Regions from separate parts of the Mus musculus genome. Here region 1 is linked to region 2. A link is a contact called in public HiChIP or PLAC-seq data. All regions are on one chromosome and are shown on one strand. The core of a region is the stretch at or near the end of the contact, and the rest is flanking DNA. Distances in the headings are between cores, read along the strand shown. Region 1 has its middle 21 kb from the start of Gm24382. Region 2 holds the start of P2ry12 (purinergic receptor P2Y, G-protein coupled 12).

Evidence for each region. HiChIP or PLAC-seq counts read pairs in DNA pulled down with a chosen protein or histone mark.
Region 1: an H3K27ac HiChIP or PLAC-seq map of embryonic stem cells shows a contact between it and region 2, with 6 times the contacts expected there. The contact joins the enhancer-like site here to the promoter of P2ry12 in region 2. A contact is called at or near these places in 11 of 39 promoter capture datasets (the 3T3-L1 cell line, the C10 cell line, cranial neural crest and 4 more), 4 of 115 datasets of contacts at active chromatin or transcription factors (bone marrow-derived macrophages, embryonic stem cells, large pre-B cells and 1 more) and 1 of 9 other capture datasets (macrophages).

What each region holds. Positions count from the first base shown.
Region 1 is chr3:60,103,597-60,109,388 of GRCm38.p6, forward strand. No RefSeq gene overlaps it. Among named protein-coding and RNA genes, the nearest start is that of Gm24382, 21 kb to the right of the region's middle. Within about 2 kb of position 3,160, at least 5 of the 459 cell types and tissues checked have an H3K27ac peak or open chromatin away from gene starts, as enhancers often do. A contact at or near this core is called in embryonic stem cells, where this site is marked.
Region 2 is chr3:59,260,275-59,266,759 of GRCm38.p6, forward strand. P2ry12 (purinergic receptor P2Y, G-protein coupled 12) reads right to left here and starts at 2,711. Exons shown (of 5, transcript NM_001357008.1): 1 at 2,500-2,711. It overlaps Med12l (mediator complex subunit 12-like), which reads left to right. Exons shown (of 44, transcript NM_177855.3): 32 at 470-559; 33 at 1,600-1,709; 34 at 1,936-2,071; 35 at 2,851-3,012; 36 at 4,648-5,010.

The sequences.
Region 1 (5,792 bases), core at 1,910-4,409, 840 kb after region 2:
CTTCTGGTCCACTAAGCAAAAAAAAAAAAAAAAAAGTATTTGAATACAACTACTTACAACCAAGTACTTACAAATCTTGGCTGTGGATATTTCAGGTCAACAAACTGTTCCATAGTAGGTGAGGAGATATTCTACTCATTGCAAATACTGAGCAGCATTCTCTGCCTTAAGCTCCTGGATGTCAGAAGCACCTCTCATCCAAGGCAAGACAACCAGAACATGGATCCAATCATTTCAAAAGGTGGAGGGATTGTGGTGGCAAACTTGTCCTAAGTGAGAAACAAGACTGTAGCTACCCAATGTTATCTTGGAGATTCTACTCTATGAACAGGGTTGATTTTATATCCTGTTCTTTAATCCTCACACATTAGCAGCTATAAAACATATCATTATCTGTGAGAGGAAAAGAAATATCTTCTTATGCATTACCAACTATCCAATATCTAGTCTTGCTTAGTTGAGACTTTCTATCTTTTCTGTTTAAAAGAAAAATATTGACTGAGCCAATAGCCAAATCTTTATTTTTCCTACACTTTGACCTTAAGGTTCTCTCACAGAAACTCCCAAAGGCTAATTATTTTTGTCTATGCATATCTCCTCTGCTATTCATTATTACTTATTAGAAGAAGAAAATGATGTGTCTTTCTGGAAATATCACACTCTAGCAGTTTATATTTCAGTTCAGATTTGTCACACCAACCCCATACAATCTGTGTGATAAGTTCCACAAACTGAGGTGAAAACTTCACACTTCATCTTAGCCAAAAGGCCTAGAAGTGATGAGGTGAAAACTTCAAAAGGAGGCCTCCTGGAACCTGTTGTGGAACTCTTGTCCAGAGTAAAATATTGAGCCGTCATTGTCATAGCAATTTATCTGTTTGTTTTCTCTTATTCCTTTTCTATTTACATGTTCCTGGTATCCTAGGCCAAGATCTTAAGTGAGAATAATGGATAAAGAAACAATGTCCCTTGAGATGGGGTGACTAAAATGACCAGTTTCAAGGGATCTGATACCCCTGGAGGTTGTTTCTGGGGAAACCAACAATTTACTTTATAAATCATTTACAAAACTATATAGTAGTATTATGATAAAAACCTTCCCAACAATAAAATTTCACATGGCTACAGTGTGTGTCATCAAAGATGGGATTTGGTATATGGTAAAGAAAGCCTTAAATAAAAAGAATTAAAATAGTTTAAATGTACTCATTGAAGATTTATAAAAAAAAAAATCAGACATTCAATGTTAAACAATAATTGACCATAAAGATTTATTAACCTGCTCTTGGAAATATGCCACTAGCTTTGGACTATGGCCCCACTGAATACATTCTTTCAGAGTTGTAACGCTTGGTTGATTTCTATTAATAATGGTGTTACCTGTTCTGTTTGTGATTCACTGAATACATCTTTTCAGAGTTGTAATGTTTGCTTGATTTTTGTGCTTTACTGTGCCAAATGATAATGATGGTATTCGTGATTGCTTCACTGAACAATCTTCTAATGGTTGTAACATTTTTTTCAATGTATGAAAACCACTGTTTAAGAGCTGTAAAATACACTCCGATTCAAACTGCTTCTGTGTTTCTTTTTGTTTGAAACTGCCAAATCCTTACCCACCAGACTTCAAAGACCCTCATTGTAGGGACTCCCATATCTGACTGGGGTGGTCTGTGGCACAGAACAGTTATTTGCAAGTAATATTGACTTCAGTAAAGTATCTTAGACAAAATAGGAAATTTCATCATCAAGCCACAGAATTGTCTTCCATTGTATATAAATTGTTAAGATATAAAATAAAATGCTTATGTTATAGCAGAGAAATTTCTGTACCTGTGAAATGTTAATTACAGATAGAGACTTGTATTTCCATATTATTTTACTAAAAAAATATAATAGTATACTAGTATTAATTTTATTTATTCTGTTAGATAAATTGAGGAGGCTAACAAAGAACTTGTAACAACCACATTTTATCAAGAATCTAGTCTCTTTTGCATATATCAATTTGTGAATTCTCCCTTTGAACTTTATATCTTAGAGAACTAGGTTTTAAAATATAACATACTTAGTTATTCCATTCCATTTCCCTCTCCTTCAATAAATCTTGAGGGTTCAATAGTCTAATTTTGAGATATCCTATAATCTCATTTCTTCAGCTGAAATAGATAAAAAAATATTTAGTACCCTAAAAGAATGTTTTGTCTTTCAAATGATGTTCTTGCGGTAAAATGCTAAATAAGGAAGGCAAAAATAGCAGTACATGCCTTTAAATGATTGGCAGAGAACACAATGTCAGTTTAAAGTATAGAGCACTGAAGGCCTGGAGAGATGGTCCAGTGGCTTAGAACACTTAATGCTCTGAAAAAGGACTTAAGTTTGATTATTAGAACCCATATGATGTCTCACAGCCACCTGTAATTCCAGTTTCAAGGGATCTGATACCCCTGGAGGTTGTGAACCAACATATGGCAACACAGATTCATATAAAAATAAAATAAATTGCAAAATATAGAGTACTAAAGAAGCATTCTTGGGGGAGGGGTTTAACCCCCTACATGTTTGGAAGAGTATTCAAATATAGTGATCTAAATGGCTACCCAGAAATTTGAGATTATATATCTGACTGAGTGAATCCATTTCAGAAAAAATAAGTTCAAAAACTATACCAAGGTCAAATTTGCCACACTCTCTGGTGGGGTCTGCTTGACAGGCTGAAAGTCTGCAAGCACTCAACAAGGAAAAGAGTTTCAAGGAAGCTCACCTCCAGGAGTTTTGGCATTCTCGTTTAACCATATACTCATACTCTATTGCCGCATTAGCCTGGTGTATGGATCTATGAGCTCTCTTTTAATATTTTATTATAAATGCCTTTTAAGATTAAATTCTGTTATAGTGTTCCAAGGTCCCAGTAGCCTGCAAGCTTGAAATCTGAGCTTGAAATCCGGCAGGACTATAGAAAGGAAGTTACCTATTCAGTTACTAATTAAGCATTACAAAGACAGTAGCTCAGAGCTGGTCTACAAAATACTTACCAAGGACAGTAGCAATTCTCACCCAAACTAGGGAACAATAGAGCTAGGGAATCCCACTGAGACAGAGATCTTCTCTACAGCTAGGTATAGAGCTTCACATTAGAAGCAAGTTGGTATATTCTTCTTTAGACCCAGGAAATAGGGTGTTGGGGGTATTGCAGTATTCTTGATAAGGTCTGCTAGTGCAGAACCCCTGATGGTGGGTTTAACAATAGACTAGTTTACACCTGGCCCCCTTCTTTTGCAGCAGCAGCCTGATCCCCACCTTCTTTTAATGTATTCATTCCTTTTGTATTGTGTCACTGTAACTTGGTGGATTGTATTTTGCCTGGTTTCTTGTTATTTCTTTAGTATAAAAAGTTTGATGCTCGACCCGAAGGAATACATCCAGATTCTACACAATCTCTCCTGTTGGTCTGTCTGTCATTTCTTCCGACACTTTGCCCACCTGCCCCAGAGACCTGTTCCAAGCAGACAAAGGGATCCAGAGGGTCTGCGGCACAAAATTTTGGTTTTTGCATATGTAGGTAAGGAAATATTCAAATAGTTTAGATGCAGAGTGTTTGAAAGAGTCAGTTGGAAAATACATGAAGGTTCCACAGCTCATGATGGATGCTCAAAAAACATGTACCTATCTCCTGTGAAGGCACAGTATCCATGGAACATCAGAGACCAAAGGCTAGACAAGTAAGTGAATCCCATTTATCTATGGATAGTAGTATGAAGCAGCATTTTATATACATATATACATATACATACACATACACATACATATATATATATACATACAGAAGAATGTGGTCCTCAAAGCATGGAAAACTGATATCAGTATCCAGTCAACCTTTTCTAGTAACTGAATATGACTACATACATCCCCATGGTAAATACAGATATCTAAATATCCAAATAAGCCATTCCTGACATATTTCAGCAAGTGGTTTTTAAGAGTATAAGATGAAAGTCTGAGTTTAGAATGTTGGGCACCATGAGAACTCAGGCAAACTCTGAATGTCAATCTCCAGTGAAGATATTCAATGCATTCTCTAAGAAAGAGATGGGCTGGAAAGTGATGCAAAGATGAGCACAACCCTGTGATGGTTTGCCCTTTGTGGGAGAAGGTTACAAAGTCATGCTGCCATAGTAACCACCTTTCAATCATGAAAGAAATGTATGTTGGTCCAAATGGATTTTGATAGAGCGAAGGTATTATCTTTATCTGTTGTGTCTATCACATGGCTGGTGGAGTTTCATACTTAGAAGCGTGGGGCCTTTATCTGCTGACTCCACTCTTTCTTTTGGAGAAGTATTGAAGCTTCTAATTCAGTTGAGGTTAAGTGTCAAAGATTACTCTCAGGGCCTCACTGATATGACTCTTGAGAATTTGGTGGGCACTTCCTCTGATGGTGGGTAGATGTGACTGACATTTGTGACAGAAGGATGACCTGCTTCGGGGTCACTCTGAAAATCCATTTTAATCTCTACAATAGTTGTTTCTGGAAAAATAGACTCTTGAGAATCGCCCAAAGTGTTACTAGAATTCAGGGATTCTAATTCAAGTAACCTGTTCAATAAAAATTGTCCAGTTGACTAAGGTGTTTAGTTAAGATACAAAACCACTTTTAAACAAAATGTCCTTATTTTCGTTGCCTAAGAATTACAGCTCGAACACTGATGTTGCCTTGGAATTTTCAAGAGAGACATAATCTAAAAACAATAATAAAATAAAATAAAACAACTTATTAACCACTCGGAATCTGATATTTGATAGTCCATGATCAAAAGCTTAGCTTTCCATTAACTGCCAGAGATTTCAGCAGTGAAGCCAGCAGATATACTTAAGATGCATGTGTCAGGGTGGGGGTGGGAGTTTCTCAACAGCAAATGGGGACCACACACCTGCATGAATCCTCACAGTTGTCAGATGGCTCTGACAGCACCATACCTCACAGTGAGCATGGAGTGTCTGTATTTGTTGCATGCACAGGTTTGCTGGAAAAGACAAATTCTATGTGTTGTGCTGATGGTAGGCTCAGGTGCCCTAGGACAAGTGTGGAAGGAAAATCCCTTTCGAGTGATGCAGTGGGGTGACCTCACAATGCCAAGGTGGCAGACAAATTATTGGTATCTTTAGGCTTTCTCGGGACTATTTTTTTTTTAAAAAAAATACTGACCGTATTAAACAGCCCTGAGTCTAGGGGAAAGAAACTGCTGAGACTAGAGTCTTAGGTAGGGAGTTGAGAGGTGCAGATGACAGCATCATGATAGAAGTAAGCTCCAGAATACAGGACACTTCCCTTAGAAGTCTGACTACTCCACCCCAAGCTTCAAGGAAATCATCATGAGTGGCATGTGGCTTGCAAACCTGCTGCCTAAGACACAGGCAGAGGCTACAGCTGGCATCTCTTCAGAAGATCTCCCTCTATGCTGAGGGCAATGGTGTCAGCAGTGTAGGGAGGGAACATGTCAGAGATAGCAGGAAGACACTCTACAGAGGACACTTACATAAAACTAAACTGGTTCCTGGAAAAGCTCATTTTCCAAGTAGGTACTGTCTAGAGATAATTCAGCATCTAAACACTGAATCAATGAACATTCACGTACCATATTTAGAAAACTGACAAATTTTGGACCACTTTCTTTGGGTTATCTCCACCTGTCTGATGACTATGACACTGCAGCTTAAAATTCATCTACATTCCCATAGCACAGAATAAAATCTTTGATGGGTTAATTAGAATTACAGATATTAAATTAGAA
Region 2 (6,485 bases), core at 1,461-3,960:
GGCATTTGCTGTCTCTTCCAGTGGGTTTATCCTTTCCTTCAAGCCGCTCTGGGCTGGGCCAGTGTCCTGGTTTAGGTGCCTGAGCACTTCCTTCTTTTGTTGCCTGGAAGGATCCATGTCAGATGTTAAGCAGACCTGCTCTGCCTTTCTGCGAGTCTCAGTTCACCTTGCCTCCCTTTGTCCTTGCCATAGGCATTTCTGTGTGGCCTTTTTCCGTGTGTGTGTGTGTGTGTGTGTGTGTGTGTGTGTGTAAGACTTTCTTCTCCCAGCTACCCAGGAAATTATAAAATAACTGGGATTTTGTCTGTCTGGAAGAAGAGGAAGAGTAAAAAAAAAAAATAACTTTGTTAATGTTTAAGCTAAGAAGTGTTAGCTGTTACTGTAGAGCTTCATTTTAAACCTGTAAAAGTCGTCATAGCAAAGAACAAAGGGATTTCTGTTGTTACTCTTTGTTTTTTCCCAATCTTAGATTTTAAGTAACTGGAGGGAAGAAAGATACCAAGATGATACGAAAGCCCGCCAGATGATGCATGAGGCCCTACAGCTCCGCCTGAATCTGGTAAGGATGTGGCAGACCCATTTCTGTCACACCTCTCTCTGTGTGAAAGTAATACCAGCTTTCAACATCTGTGGACAGAATCTGCATGACAGAGGGAAGCCTTCCTCTTTCTCACTCTGTACCTACTTCCTTTTCTCTTAAACCTTCTGTTTCCTTAGCTGCCGTCCTTCCTGTCTGGGTTGAATTCTAGACAGTAGAGTTGTAAGCACCTATTTGTGTTTTCCACCAGGGAGTAGAGGCTCCATCTGGCAGATCTCTCCTCCTCCTCCTGTGCAGTGCTAAGGGGAGGTCCGACAAACCTTTAATAGGAGTGTTGGCTTTCACTGTGTTCTATTTTACAACCACAGAAATCTGTCAACTCTCAATTTTTCTCAGAGACATTCTGTTAAATTGATCAGAAAAAAAAAAGACAAATCTCACAAGAATATTTTACAGAAATCTGAAAGTTTCAGCATGTTTTGTATTCCCTTAAATTTCCTCTTGACAAATCCTGAACGTGCCCTGGGCAATTGCTTTTCTGGCTTTTGGCAATCTGACCTCCCTGGGCAGTTGTTCACCTCACCTTCAGCACTCTGACCTCCTCCCAGGAGCTGGCAGACCTGTGGCAATACCTTCTCCTCCTCATTCCTTCCACGTTAAAGGGCATCTCCAGGGATATTATAGTGGCAGGCTCAGATGCAATAATAATCGAATATCACACAATTGCAGGTGATGAGACAGAGTTTTGATGCTATTCAGGTTTAACTGCAGTTATGTCTAAAACTAAGTACCATGAGAGACTGATGAGAAGAGAAAGGTAATTTTGTGACTGCCCACATTCAAGTGTTACACTTTCTGTTAAGTTTTGAATGCCTAGCCTCTGTGGAAAGAACCATAAACAGTGATAACCACATAGCTAGAAGAGACAGTTGTAGGATAATCCATAGTGTGGCTAGCAAGAACCAGTTCTTAACATCACTTCTGGTTTAACAAATCAACATTTGGGCACATATGGTAATAGGGGTAGCAATACAAAATCTTTATCATATTTTGTATGCTAGGTAGGAGGAATGTTTGACACGGTACAGCGGAGCACGCAGGGGACCACCGACTGGGCCCTCCTACTCCTCCAGATAATTACTTCGGGAACTGTTGACATGCACACTAACAAGTATGTTGGGTTTTTGTTTTGTTTTATTTTGTTTTTTATCATTTTATACCTTTTTTTTTCCCCTGCATGCATGCATGGTACAAGCTTTTGTCTACTGACAGGAAATTCTGCCACTTACTGATTTAGCTGTCATTAAAAACTTAGCACTTTCAGTAGAAATGCTTAGGCAATTCTGTGTGTCCGGGTTTTGTTTGTGAGAATAAAATGGGGTTTTCTTTCTTCTCAGTGAATTATTCACAACGGTTCTTGACATGCTGGGTGTTTTAATCAATGGAACCCTGGCTTCTGACCTATCAAGTGCTTCCCCCGGGGGATCAGAAGAGAACAAACGTGCATACATGAACTTAGTAAAGAAACTGAAAGTAAGCTTGTGATCAGCCTCTACTCTGAAATCATGTTGTTTATGGATTATTGTCTTAATTTCCTCCTCATTAATCTACATGTGTAGCTGATTCAGCAGATTGTGGTTATTTGTTATCTTACCTACTCTGTCAGTCCTTCAAAATTACAAGCATGATATTTGAACGATTTTTTTCTCTGAAAAGGTGTGCTCAAATAAAATGTGTTTTAATTTTTAAGGATTTTAAAAATGCATTATCAGATATCTAACCAAAACTCCAGTGTCAGATTTCCTTTGAACCCATGCTTGGATTTACACATGCAAGTGGGAAAAAAAAAAATGAGCTCTGCATTGAATTTGTAAATCCACTAACAGTCCTGGACATGAACGGCAAATAGACATTGCAAATACATAATCTGAAGACGTTACAGTAAAAAAGCTGATGGTTACCTTGCACTGTGACCCTGGATACGGGAAAGTGTCCGTGCGGCAGCTCCTGCTGTGTGACAGCAAATGACACTGGCGTTTTGTCATTTCAGCACTCTGATTTGTCATGGAGAACAAGACTGCCTTTGTGTGCACCCTGATTTTCTACTTGAATAGAAGAAATGAAACATTTCACCAGTCCAATTTGCAGCTGTTCCATAGACTGCGCTAAGGACTAAAGACATACTAGCCCTAAAAAAAAGGAAATGTGTCACTGGGGAACTTCCTTCTTGTTAGCTTTTGCTTCATTGTAAAGTCAGAATTTTTGCCTCACTTCTCTCTTGCTTTTACATTTTTCCCCCCTCTTTCTTCTAGAAAGAACTAGGAGACAAGAGGTCAGAAAGCATTGACAAAGTTCGACAGTTGCTGCCTTTGCCAAAGCAGACCTGCGATGTCATCACGTGTGAACCCATGGGTTCTTTGATCGATACAAAGGGAAACAAAATTGCTGGATTTGACTCTATTGATAAAAAACAGGCAAGAGTAAATGTTTTTTCCCACATATATAAATATATCTAGTTATAGAAGCCAAGTGACTTTTCTTAATTTTCAGTGGTATAATTTTTGTCATCAAAGCACAATAGCTATTGGCATTGCAAAAAGAAAAAGAAAAAAGCCATTATCTTCAAAGATCTCCCAATTAAAATGCTTATCTGGACTTCAGGGCATTTCTAGAATCTACCAAAAACTTAAGTAACAGCTTAGCATAAGAAATAAAAGTAAAATAAAATTATTATTTTACATCAGGATAGGAAACAAGCTATGTTTATATAAGAAAATGTGTGCTGATAAGAATTTTCATTTGCTGAGTAAGCAGTATTTAGTAAAACTTGTGTTACAACACTACGTAGTCTCTAAGAAGCAGTATTAGATGGGCATTTGCTTTCTATACAACGCTTTGGAAGGTTCTTTAAAATAACAGAAAGGCCAGCCTGAGTAGCCATTGGCACTGCAGCAATGGAGATGGTGGAGGGAATCCCTGCCCTTAGGGGGAAGTAGATGCACTTTTACATGCAACGGGACGTGCAGGTCAGGTCATGATGGCACCAACGGGGAACGGTTTAAGTCACACAGGCAGAGGTAGTCAGAACAGGGGTCCTACAATAGTGGACACACAGACCATCCTGACGGACTAAGTATACAGAAAAGTATAGGACAGGTGGGGAAAGTTTAAGGAAAGGCAAGAAAGGTGACTGTTAAGAGGAAAAACCATGCCACCAGAATTCAGAGTTAACTCAAATGCCATAGCAGTGTGGCCATGGGAGGGGAAAACCAGAAGTCACAATAAGGGTGACTTGGGCTTCTTTCAGAAGGCATCCAGGAGCCATTTAGATGTGAGTTCTACTCAGGAGAACGATTTCATCACATGGCAGACAGCAGTGGGTGGTGACATTACTGGTAGTGTCAGAAGAAGTCACACTTAAAGAGGAAGACAGACAAAAACAGATATGCTCACATGGGGGGCGGGGTACCTTGGCCGTTTTGAGGAGAAATGTCTTTAAATAGGTATACTTGCAAAATTACTAAGAAATGTTACCCATTAGTATTACAAATAAAAGCATGCTATTTTTCAGAAACAAAATTGAATTCCTTACCTGGATTCAGTAAAGATACCTTGGAATTGAAAGACTTAATTTGTGTTGTACCTGTTTCTGTAATTAATTTTCTCCCAAAAAATTTTATTCAGAGAAAGCCACATACATGTACATGAAATATATACTAAATTGAGTTCATACATCAGAGGCAGACTATATATTGACTTTTAAATCTTGTATAATACTAAAAATAATGGATTCCTGAGATGGTTCTAACAGCAACTTTACAGGATACTTGAGAGATTATATTTTCTACAACATACTTGAATGAGAATGTCATTTTATACTAAAATATTTTAGCTCACTTTTAGATGCCTTAAGGAGTGTCAGGTGGTACAGAGCACTGGAGAACTGAACTTGCAAAGTCCTGAACCCCAGTTCACACTGCTTAGATGAACATTCCTGTCTACTGAGTTCCCTTAGCTCGTTCCAACCTTCCAACCGCACGCTTTCAAGCTTGCCCTGTGGGTTGGGGACAGGCCAGGTTGTGTTGTCACAGAACATTCTTTTCCCACAGGGTCTCCAGGTCTCTACGAAGCAGAAAGTGTCCCCATGGGACCTGTTTGAGGGTCAGAAGAACCCAGCCCCGCTGTCCTGGGCCTGGTTCGGCACTGTCCGTGTGGACCGGAAGGTGATCAAGTATGAGGAGCAGCAGCACTTCCTTCTGTACCACACGCACACCATGCCCAAGCCCCGAAGCTACTACCTCGAGCCGCTGCCCCTACCTCCTGAGGAGGAAGAGGAAGAACTCACGTCTCCAGTTTCTCAGGAACCAGAAAGGAAATCAGCTGAGCTGTCAGATCAAGGAAAAGCTACAGCTGATGAAGAGAAGAAGACAAAGGGAAGGAAGCGTAAGACAAAATCGAGCTCACGCATCGATGTGAGTGGGGGGTGTAAGGAAAAGACGGGGTCATGGGCACCTAGTGTGGGATTTACCTACGGCCGAACTCTACACCTAGAAACATTACAAAGAATGCTAGCAGCTTTCTTACGTAGAGTTTCCTAACAAGTGTCTGTACTAACGAATGAATTCTCATAGGTGACAGGTAGAAAGCTTTTCATTTCCCACTGACCACTTTTTTGGGGGGTGGGGGTAGGGGTTTTTGGAGGAGATGTGGGATTTGTTTCTACATAACCCCAGTTGCCCTGGAACTGCTTTGTAAACCAGCCTGGCCCCAACTCAGAGATCTGCCAGCTTCTGCCACACCTGGTTCACTCTATGCTTTTAACTTCAAACTTCAGTAATGAGTAATATTATTGAGTTAATAAGCTTCATAATTTCCCCGGGTTTGAAACTTTTAAAGAAGAATATGATTCTACTTTCTTAAGCACCTTTATTAATAAGTATGCCTAAATATTTTATTTTGAACAATTGGTGTTTGCAGTGAATTAACATTTTAGAGTTCCTTCTACTTTTCTCTGAATGAATTTCTATCTGATTTACCCAAAAGGAGTGATCCTAAGATTTCGTTCTTTGCCATTGTATCAAATACCCCCCCTGTTATTCTTTAACCTATTTTCAGATTTTATAAAGAGATAAAATAAACCTAGTGTAAAATCATCTCTCACTCTTCCTCTCACTTTTTAAATACTTGATATCTACTAGATAATTCAGAAATTATTTTATTGTATATGAGATGCATTATTTAAGATAGCTTTCTTATTTGAAATTATTTGGGTTTCCTTTAGAGAAAGTTTCAGAACATTTTCTGTAGAATGCAAGGATGTTCTTGATTGGCAGAGAGGAGGCACTCCGCAGAGTTCACGAGCAGTTGTCCTTACATTTACCTGTGCCAACACTGAATTGTGCTTATTCTTGGAGGATAGCTTGGTGATTAATACTTTTAGAGATGGCTGCTGTCACTTTCAGAGGCCACTTCAGTACTAGTGCCTTCTCTCAAACCTGGGACTCCCTGGCTCTCCAAGCCACATGGCTGAGGGTGACTTTTCACATGCAAAAGCCTTACCTAAATATATTTACAGTCCTCCTCCTGAAGTTACCTCTTCCTGGTCAGATTACATCTTTTTGTAAAATCAAAGGATACTGGGAATTTCATTGTCCTTCATCCTCTAGGGCCAAGCTAGAGAAAGGATGGGTGATGAGGGAGTTGAGACTTTCTGGTATGATCTTTGGGTCTGTGCTATGAGGAGAAGAAGGCACTTGGGGAATGGCTATTTTAAGTGCTGCTTTGAAAATTGTGGGTAAGATACGATTGAGGCCTTGATATGATAGCACTATGGGGTTTTCTTACTCAGTTCTTATCCTAACCCATGGTAAGGCCTTCCAAGATGAGGCCAGCAGGAGACTGCAGCCGTTGTCTTCTTTCAGTTATAGGCATTGTTCAGTGTTAGTAT